Linked DNA regions of Siniperca chuatsi: region 1 is linked to region 2. Evidence: chromatin contacts called from public Hi-C data. All regions are on one chromosome and are shown on one strand. The core of a region is the stretch at or near the end of the contact, and the rest is flanking DNA. Distances in the headings are between cores, read along the strand shown.

Region 1 (5,646 bases), core at 2,726-5,225, 150 kb before region 2:
TACTGACAATTCAGGGAATAACAGTCAGAGAAGATCCCATGATGGTAAAACGTAGCATTTCCAAATATACTGTCCAAATATTGCACATGGGAAAGTCAGAGAAAGTCACACACACACACACACAATTCATTTAAATTAATTAAACACCAATGCTGCTATCAAGATCTCTATTTTCCAACCTGGGTCACACAAAGAAATCTGAAAATCTTCCTTCTGAATTCTACACACACACATTTCAATTCATTTATTCTATTCAGATTAACTTCACATAAATCTGTTCAATAAGTTGTTGTCTGTTCTTCTTACCTTCATACTGAGGCTGGTCTTCGAGCCAGTGAATGAGAGCACCTTGACCTTGACTCTTTGGCCTTTGCTGACAACATCAGCCACGTTGGCCACACGGCCCTCTCTACGCAGTTCGGAAATGTGGACCAAACCCTCCCATCGTTTCCTACATACAGAGAACAACATGGCTGACCTTACTAACAGAATCAGACAGAAAAATACAGTTCCTTACTGTTAACTTATGCACAATGTATGCACCATACACCATAGGAATACTTACAAAACCTGAGCACAGACCTGAACAGTTGCATCAATTTACAGAATTTATGTTTTTGACTGGGACAAATAAAATATTGTTTCATTAGTAACCAGTAGGCTAAACTGCCACCCTAAGGTTAGGTCAATGTTGTATTAATAGCACTTTACTGACCTTAATCCCTCCAGCTGAACAAAGCATCCAAACTGCATGATACTGGTGACTTTGCCGTTGTAGATGTCACCAACAGAAGGCTCCTCTGGGGGAGGGCGGTCCACATGTTTGTCCTTCCAGCGGTCAGAGTCTCTTTCTTGGTCTTTTTTGGGGCTAGGTGACCGCTCAGTCCAGCGGGAAGATTTGTCTCTTCTTTTGCCACGATCTCTGTCTCTGTCTCTCTCTCTGTGCCGATCACGGTCTTTGGAGCGAGACCTGGACCTGGAGCGAGAACGATGCCGTCTCTTCCTGTCCTTCTCCCGATCTCTGTCTCGGTCGCGGTCTCTGTATCGGTCTCTGTCTCTGCTTCTGCTGCGACTTCGGCTGTGGCGTCTGCTCTTTTCTGACCTTCCAAAATAGGTGTAAAAAGTACACAAAAGTAAACATCACAAGCTACTGCTGACATGTAATAAAACATTTTTAAAATAGTTTAAATTAAAAAAAAACAACTTCACAATAGAAGTAAATATTTGCTGGTTTTGGTATTTTCGTTTCCTTTAAAGCAAACATCACTTACATGTAAAATTTCTATTTCATGAAGGCATGTAAAAACGTGACCAGTGTCGTTAGTCGTCTTACCTGCTCTTGCTGCTTTTGGAGTCTGTCCCACTGACACTGGGCATAAACATCTCCAGCTCTTTCATGGCATCAGCTGCTACTTTCACATCATCTTCATCTAGTAGCTTCTGATAAAGTCAATCATACAAATAAATTAGCAGCATACTACCATCCAACTTTCACTGCAACATCTTTGATTAGTTTTCCTATCAAATTTTTATAATTTTATATTATTTCACAATAACATAAAAAGATATATATCTGATTTCAATATTAAATTTAACTACAGGCTTGAACAATGTTAGGAGTTCATGGGTTTTGTAAATATGGCAACTCTAAGGCGAACACTGCATTATGCTTCAGGCACATTATCATCTATTTCTAACTTTGAGGGGACACACACACACACACACACACACAGCGAGTTGCAGACTACTGTGAGCCTCAATGCAAGTCCATCAAAATTAAAAACATGTCCCACAACTCTTCTCCAGAACACCGTGCTTTTTTCTCCAAACATCTTGATCGGAGTGCTGGTTTTGTATACTAGTATTGGACATACTAGTATAAAAAACAATATTTGTTTTCACATAATTAAAAAGGTGAGGTATGCGATTCTAATCCAATACACTTTTTTTCCCCTCCTCCAAATCAGTAAATATTAACATTAATATCTCCTCACGGTCCGCTAGCTGTCCGTTCTGTGTATGCGTGAAAAAAAAAAAAAAAAAAAAAAAAAAATCTGGTGTGTGTACACAGCCCTGGCTCTGTAAATTGGAAAGGAAAAAAAATGGCTCGGACCAAGCCACACAACACTATTACAGCCATGATTTGTATGTCAGGTAACATATGCTGCTGTTGTGATGTTAGCTATAGCAGCAGGAGAGTTATGAATATCGCTGTCTGGAACTGGTTCACTGGCTCTGGGAAACGTCTCCTCCTCTCTGCATGTTAGCTTTACAGCAGCAACTGTAGCGACAGTTTGCTAACCCACAACCTAGCTAACATTAGTTACATTACTTGCTGTGTCGTTGTTCGTTCTAAATCATGGTATTTGTCATAATATTGGATTTCTCCAGAATCGCATACCCCACCTTTAAGGCACACAGTGCAAGGCATAATCAAGAGCTCAGTGGTGGTAAATCAGCAAACTTTTTGTGTCCAAAGGCAGGCATCCCACCTGGCTTGTGAGGAATCATAGATTTTCAATGGGTTTGTTTCAAGCTGGCATCAATCATGGACAATCACATCATGTCCTCTCATCCCATTTAATCACAGTGTTCTCCTCGTAAGGATGTATTGACAGATTGATTATGAAGAGGAGAGTCAAGACCAGCTTCTCCTATGACAAAACTATGCTTGTGCAGTCAAACAGATACCACCTACAAATAATGTGTTAAAGCCATGTACCTTTGGTGCTGGATCATTTGGTCTACACAGTGCAGGAAATAACTCCTTCAGCTTCTCCTTTTCTGTCTTCGGCTTGACCAAAGCCTCAGAGGCTGAAAATCAACGGTTATTCATTAATTGTAGTGTTGATTATTCCCAAAGTAGAATGATGAGGACACACCATATGTCATTGTACAAGAGGACCACAGAGAAGTAGCAGTTAAACAGTGCAAATATAGAAAACATACAAGTAAATATGCTATTACACAGCATTTTGGGGGAAAATGTCTCTATGGGTAAAATATGCATTTTGGCTCTGAATGGAGATCAACCTAAGCAGTACCCAATACTATTTTTAATCGTCACAATGCCAAAATAAAATGTTCCCCTATATAGCATAGAAACTATTACCTATATTGAAAAAAAAAATTATATACACACACACACACACACACTAATGTACAGTTGATATGTTTAACTAAAGTAAATTAATGCTTTGACAGCTCAAAAGTTACATCAACTAACCTTTACTCGTAGATGCTTCGGATGGAGGTCGCATAGTCTGAATGAGCCTGAGCAAATTACCGATGAGAGAATCCTACAATGAACACAACAACACTGATTTGTTACCAAGTACTGTTAACGTTAGCTTACATCACTTTATGACTGTTAATGCAGCGTTTAGCGTTGAACTTACTGTGAATTCGGCTCCATTTTGGAGCAAAAGAGCTTTGAATCCGTCAAAGGTCGGCTGTTTTTCAGCAAGGTCGATGACAAATTCAGCTGCGAAGCAATGAAACAACAAATTATCAGTGGACAGGACATTAGGAGTAAAGTTAGCTAGCTAACGCTAAGTCGCAGTTTATGCAGCGTTGAAAAAACACGAAACATCGATTCTAGCAATGTTTGATGTTATTACAAGCCCACGTATCTAGTTAACGGGGGACAACAGTCCGGAAAATACTTGATCTGTTTGAAAAACATGCAGTTTACGGTGTTAACAGATAAAACTGTAGTTAGCTAGCTAACTACAGCTAGTTAGCTAGGATTTTTCGTCCGGGTGTTCTCGGCCACAAAATACACACCTAAATCTTTGTCACTTATTCCCAGATGGTTGTCAAGCTCCGTGCAGACCTTGGACACCAAAGACAAATATTCAAGCTGCGATAGCTCGTCAACTCCACCGTTTGCCATTCTCCACGAGTGTTGTTTTGTTCAGGAAAAGTAGACGCCAGCAGACATATTGAATGTGAGCAACTTCCACCTTTATGTCGTACGTGCTTCGCTATTGGTTCACCCCATCGAGGCTCCGGCTCGTCATCATGACGAAACCATGTAGGGGTTGCCAGTCTTGCTCCTACGAGCCGCACGATGGCGCTAAAGTTTCTAACAATAAATTTACAATAACGCCACTTGGGACTCCGCATGTGCGGTTTTTACTGTGAAATATCAATTTGTGTTTTGGCAGCAGGCTGTAACAATCTGTATTTTATAAAAGTGATCAATCAAATCAAAAGCATCTCTGAGGTATATCAGTTAAACACAAAGTGAAATAAAGATATTGCCTATATATGTTTCTCATTATTAGGCTCCTGATCTTTGTTTTATGAATTGTATATGGCTCGTGTAAATGTTTAATGCACATTTTATCAGATTTTGACAAAATATGATTGAGTGCAACATCCTATACAATTGTGTCCAAAAACATGTACAACTTAACTCATGTATTGGTTTATGTTTCATGTTCTGTAGGCCTAGACATCTAGCTATGGCCCTTGGGATGCACAGCAAGAGCTACATTATGTCTAGTGTAGCCTAAATCATTTGTTACAGTGCAATTAATTATTATTATTTATTAACCGATGAGTTTTACATATTTTAGACGTAGAAAAAGCTTGTTGCTCAATCCATTTTGCTCAAATGTGACACAAGTGAACCTCACTATAGGGCCATAAGTATGTGGACATGTGTACTTTTGATCTTGTGCTGATTTGCATGGTTTGGGCTAGTTCCAATTAAGTGAAATCTTAATGCTACAGCATACACTGATATTTTAGACAGCAGTGTGCTTCAAACTTTGTGGCAACTTTTTGGGGAATGCCCCCATGCACAAAACGAGGCCCATAAAGAAATGGTTTTCCCAGCTTGACTGGTCTGCACAAAAAAAAACCCCTGACCTCAACCCCATCCAACACCTTTGGAATGGATTGTCCCCCATTTGTTCCTGACCTAACTAATGCTCTCATGTGAGCAAATCTCTGCAACCAGGTCCCGAAACCTTCCCAGAAGCGTGGAGGCTGCTATGGCACCATACTGTATTAATGCCCATGGTTTTGGAATGAGATGTTAAACAATTACAATTATCATATATAATAATACATAATTTTCAGGAATCCACATACTTTTGGCCATGTAGTGTATACCAAATTCTTACTAGGAGTCACAAGAAACAAAGCGGTGAGCCAAAACAGATTTAAAAATTACACAAGATATATGAACTCTGGCTTCTACTATAAGTTTATAGTAATGAATCACTCCATGCAATCTTGAGCACTTAGCTCAGGCTTCCACTATGACTTTATCTCTATTTTTATCTTAGCCAGTATGCAAAGTGTCACTACATACAGTCATGATTCATGGTTTTGTATTCACTAACAGGTTTTTGACTCATGGAGACTTGGAAGTGTTTTACTGAAAGAGAAGTGTGGACCAGTAAATCAAAACTGCATATTGTATCACTTTGTATGTGCTGTCATTATAATATATTGTATAAGGTGTATGGTGTTTATGTTGGGAGTACATGCTGGAATACAGGACATGGGAGACATCCTTCCTCCCCTCGTCCTTGAATAACCTTCCATATGCCTCGAGGACATCCTCAACTCCTTCACCCCCCACCCGCACACACACACAGCCCTCTGTCTGTTTACATATTTCCCTCTATC
Region 2 (4,988 bases), core at 306-2,805:
CATGTTTATCTAAAGCACACACATTTTTTTGTACAACTGAGTCACAGAGTCTGTGGTAATTTAATACCCGACCCTGACAGTTTTAATGCAATGCACATTGTGCCTCACTAGAACAGTCTGTTCCGATACTGGCGATTTTTGATACGTATTAACTGACAAGATCAGACAGTGATCATCTGGACTGCACTGGACATTTGTTGTAATACAGTCAGTTATGTAACCATGAAGCAAAAAAAAAAACTGACTCTCTAAATGTGAGCATGAGTCTGTGAGCATCACAGGGACCATTATACACAATAATAAACTATATTTACACAGATGCATGAATTATATGAATGTTAATAACCCAGTGTTCATACACTTAATTTGGTTAAGAAAGATTTATTCCAAGTTGAGTAAATGCAAGTTGACTTAGGGTGGGTTTCCCTTTCTTTACAGCCTTACCTTAGTTATAGCACTTCACTTGGATCAATAGTACTATTATGCACTTGAATATTGCTAATGCTATTGAAATAAGAATGTCAGTATGCATTAAAAACTCCCTTCTACAGCTCCTCGAGGAGGAGAAAAGAGGAAAACCAAATTAGTGTCATATGACTGAATTGAAAGGCTCCCTACAGAAGTATTACGGGTGTATTATATCTAGTGATCTTTACTGATCAGTCTATCTGCCTGTGTGTGTGTGTGTGTGTGTGTGTGTGTGTGTGTGTGTGTGTGTGTGTGTGTGTGTGTGTGCATGCGTGATTGGACCATGCGCGCGCCAGAGTGCAGGAGGCATTTATCCAAGTTCGGGCCTGTGTGCAGCACATAGTATCCTACAAGCATGATGCACTAAAAAAAAGGCACCATTACCGCTTTGCAGTTAATATCCGGCAGTGTTACCGTTTAATTGACAACAACTACTAACCAGAGGGCAACGTCAACAATAGTGGCGGAATGGCCACAGACCAACAAGGTTAGACTCTGCCTGTACAGTACACCGTGTGTACCTTGGCTGCTGATCTGATCTGTCAAACCAGCCCAGGCCACAGAAGCTAGCACCGCCAAACAACTGCATGCACAGCACGCTGTGACCGTCGGGCGGGTTCAAGCCTGATAACGACACTTACCGTCGGTTACCCCCCACGCGGTCTGGGCACCAGTTTCGGTTGGCTATTATGGCTTTAGGCGGAACTGAAGCGGGAGAAAGTCAGCGGGGCTCCTCCGGTTTCTGCACAAGTGTAGCGGCGGCGCTGAGTGGCTACACGTCCCCTCACTCCGAGCCCAGTCCTCCGCCAAGCTGCTGCGCCTCGGAGCCTACTGTCAGATTATCGCCCTCCTCTCACTGCTCCCCGGCCGCCTTCCTGCAAAGCTTTTGCGTGGAAAGGAGTAGTTTCTTCCACCTTTTTGCTGCCTTCCAGTAGCGTTTGGACGGGCTTCAGCGACAGGAGGAAAAGAACCAAAAAAGAAATACCAACGTTAACTTACACGCTCGCTCCTCCCTCCGCTTTTACTGTACAGTAAGGGGAGCGCTCGGCTGTGTCACCACTTATCAAAACTATCTACCGCTCTCTACAGGACCACCACTGTAAAGCACAAACTGTACACACAAACACATGTTGCTACGTTGAGATGTGAAATGCGGAACATCCCCCGCCGCCTCGAGTCGTCTCTGCTTTCCTTATTTATTGACTTCATCATCACTGCGCTGAAGCACCCTCCTTCCTCCTCCTCCTCCTCCTCCCTTTGGGAAGGTGAGATTAGTCCACCTTGTATAAACTAGATAAGAAATTTCAGCTTTGGTGAAGGGACACGACTGGGGTATTAAATGCTGCAATGAGAAACACTGTCCTCCAAGAATTATTAATCATCAGCTATCTATGTCACTGAAAGAGACGTTTGTCAGAGAAATATGAAAATACAATTAATGCAACAACAATGTAATCACTCCTTAGATTTCTCATGATTGGATTCAGTGTGGTCAAGCCCTTCTTTGAAGGGTAATAATATTGATTAGCGCTGAAATAATAAGCTAATTAATCGATTAGTCACTTAGTCAGGGAAATTAACAACAGTTTTGATTATCATTAATCATGAAAGTCATTTATCAAGCAAAAATACTAAACATTTCCTGCTTCCAGCGTCTCAAATGTGAGGATTTTCTGCGTATCTGTTTTTAATCACTGTAAATTGCATATTTTCAAGGACAAAACAAGTTATTTGAATTATTTTCCTACTTATTGAAATTGCTTGTTTTATGTGACCATCAGGCCAAAACTCAAAGATATTAAGTTTACTATCATATAAGATAAAGAAAAGCGTCAAATACTCACATCTGAGAAGATGGGATCAGCAAATGTTTTGCATTTTTGCTTGAAAAATAACAAAGATAAATCAGTTATCAAAACAGTTGACTAATCGATAAATCAACTAATCGTTTCAGCCCTATTGATATGATATTAACATTGATTAGTGCTGAAATAAATAGCCAATTTATTGGCTTATGGTTGGTCTATTGGCTACCTGCAAGCTTAGATTGACATTTAGTGGAAAAGTGCTAAAAACAGCTATGCTAGAAAAAAAAAATTAATAACTTGCAATCCGGTAAAGCAGACAAAGATTTCTATTCTCCTTCAACAGTGCAGTCACACTAAGCTATTGTGGACAGGAAACTAGTCTACAACCACGCTAGTGGCTCTATGACTCTGCACTAAGGCACAACATTGCTTGGAGCTAAATGCTAACCTCAGCATGTTAACACGTTCAAACTGACAATGTTAACAGGTATAATGTTTATCATGGTCACCAGCTTAGTTTAACATGTTATCATGCTAACATTTCATCCAGACCGGACCTTAGCCAGGAGCAGCCTTAAGTCCAAGCTGGGCCAGCATGGCTCCTATCCCGGCTCTCTTTCCTCTCCTCCTGGCCGATCACAGCAGCCGCCGTGGTGCCTGCCTGGTCCGACTGATCTGGGTCAAGGTCCGCTGCTCTTTAATCCAAACCTCCGATGACCACGATGATGTATTACTGTCATAGGTAATACGCGTTTCAGCAATAAAGCCTAAAAAATGAAGAAAAAAAACCCGATGAAAAACAAGAATGTAGCTAGCGGAGTCTGAAAGAGCTACAGGTCGAAGCATCTGTACACGCAGCCATCGCCATGGTCAAGATCTCCTGTTCCAGTCGATTTGAACTATTTGGGCTTAGCTATTTAAAACAAATCCAATCAGACATCATTCAATGATGTTTCAGCATTAAAGACGTAAAAACGTAGCAAAATTTCAAGGAGCTACTGGCCACTGCATCTACATGCACAGCTGTTGCAGATTGGGCTGTAAAGGAACTGGAGGATGTTGCCATGGAAAGGACATCTGGCCTTGAGAATGGATGGACACGTGAATGAGTGCGAGGATGGACAGATGGCTAACAGCCCTTCTATATGAATCTATTCCCACCACAGGCTCTAAAAAATATGGATGTAGCATCTGGAACGTTAGAAGTTTTTATTTGGGTTTACCATTCACCGCCATTACTAAAGCCACAAAATTCCAATTTGGTCAAAGGGGAATACTGGCACAGTCAAATCTGTCCCCAGTGTTTTCTGCAGTGTCATAGTACTGTGATTTCTTGATTTGGTATTGGTTGTTATTTTCTTTTGGCTGCCTGCAAGCTTAGATTTCCACCAAATGTATTGTGTCAAAGTGCTAAAACAGCTATGATAGGAAAAAATAATTAATAACTTGCAATCCGGTAAAGCAGACAAAGATTTCTATTCTCCTTTTTTTTTTTTTAAATTAGCCTTGTGTCATTGTGGATGTGTGTTTAATTGAATTAAATTGAAACTGATCGTTTTAATTGTTTATTTGTGCACCATGTATGTATGTACATATACTTTTAATGATCTTTGCTTTTCTATGAAGCACGGCATATTACCCTTGGAATGAAATGTGTTATATAAATAAACTTTTGCTCTATTGTTGGGGTTGTAATTCATTGTCTGGCTGTAAAATTATTCATAAATAAGCTTAAATCAGGCCAAAACATTATCCTACTACCACTCGTCTCAGTCTAATTTTAGTTTGCAAAATGTCCTAAAAATAGCCTTGGCATTTGCTTAAGTACATACGAGGGCAAACTTGGCATTTACAGCTTTAACCCTAACCCTCTGTTTTTCATCGTATTTGAAGGGCTGCACTTGGCACTATGAATGTTGGAAAAGATTTTGAGACACATTTGCTAGAAGGATTTAAAATTGGATTAAAACACATTGAAAACACAATAGCTGTGTGTGATGAACTGGTTTAACCCTTTTATTTCCTTTAACTCTGACCCTGCAGTAGCACTGCAGTTCCCTATATTTTGTCTGTTAGCTCACACAGCCTCTTTTACATTTATCCACAGTAGTGGGCATCATTCGTTTAGATTATACTTCTTTATTCGTTCATGAGCATTCTTTAATGCACACAGGTAAGCATGTTAACTACACTGATGGAACAAAGCAACGTGCAAGACAATTCTCCATCTAAGGGGCTTCCGTGTAGCTGACCATTCTAGTTAACTTTAACACATGCCCAGAGTAGAGAGAGTAGAGCGTAGAGTTTAGAGCGTCTCTCCAACTGATTCAATCTGGCACCAACCCAACTTAACACAGCCACTGAATTGACTTGGTTTCTGTCCAATCACAAACCTTTCTTTAGTCTGAAATGTCGTGTTTTGTGAAATGTTGTTGTGTTTTGACCCTCAGGGACACCGTACTTGAGAGACAAAAAAATATATATATATTTTTAAATTGTTGATTTCCAAGCATGGTTAGTATTTGCTAGTTTGCACACTCAGGAAGGGACTTTCCCCACAACATATGTGCAATAATAAATCATCAAAATTGAGTGTTCCCCTTTTGATGAATTTTGTTTTTGAGGAGTGTGAGTGTGGTGGAGCTGAGCGTGTTGACTTATCATTTTTATAACAACTTCCAAATCAGAAATCCAGCTCAAAAAATAAATAAA

What was found. Hi-C and Micro-C count contacts between places; a contact is called where the count stands out from the background.
Region 1: a Hi-C map of skeletal muscle shows a contact between it and region 2, with 5 times the contacts expected there. The contact joins the promoter of LOC122867593 here to the promoter of LOC122867597 in region 2. A contact is called at or near these places in 3 of 3 Hi-C or Micro-C datasets (liver, skeletal muscle and an unstated tissue).

The regions. Positions count from the first base shown.
Region 1 is chrLG20:5,082,976-5,088,621 of ASM2008510v1, reverse strand. It overlaps LOC122867593 (ATP-dependent RNA helicase DHX8), which reads right to left and starts at 3,975. Exons shown (of 23, transcript XM_044178570.1): 1 at 3,787-3,975; 2 at 3,399-3,484; 3 at 3,227-3,299; 4 at 2,723-2,814; 5 at 1,334-1,440; 6 at 716-1,102; 7 at 307-451. The coding sequence starts at 3,895.
Region 2 is chrLG20:4,933,548-4,938,535 of ASM2008510v1, reverse strand. LOC122867597 (thyroid hormone receptor alpha-B) reads right to left here and starts at 1,555. Exons shown (of 10, transcript XM_044178578.1): 1 at 1,110-1,555.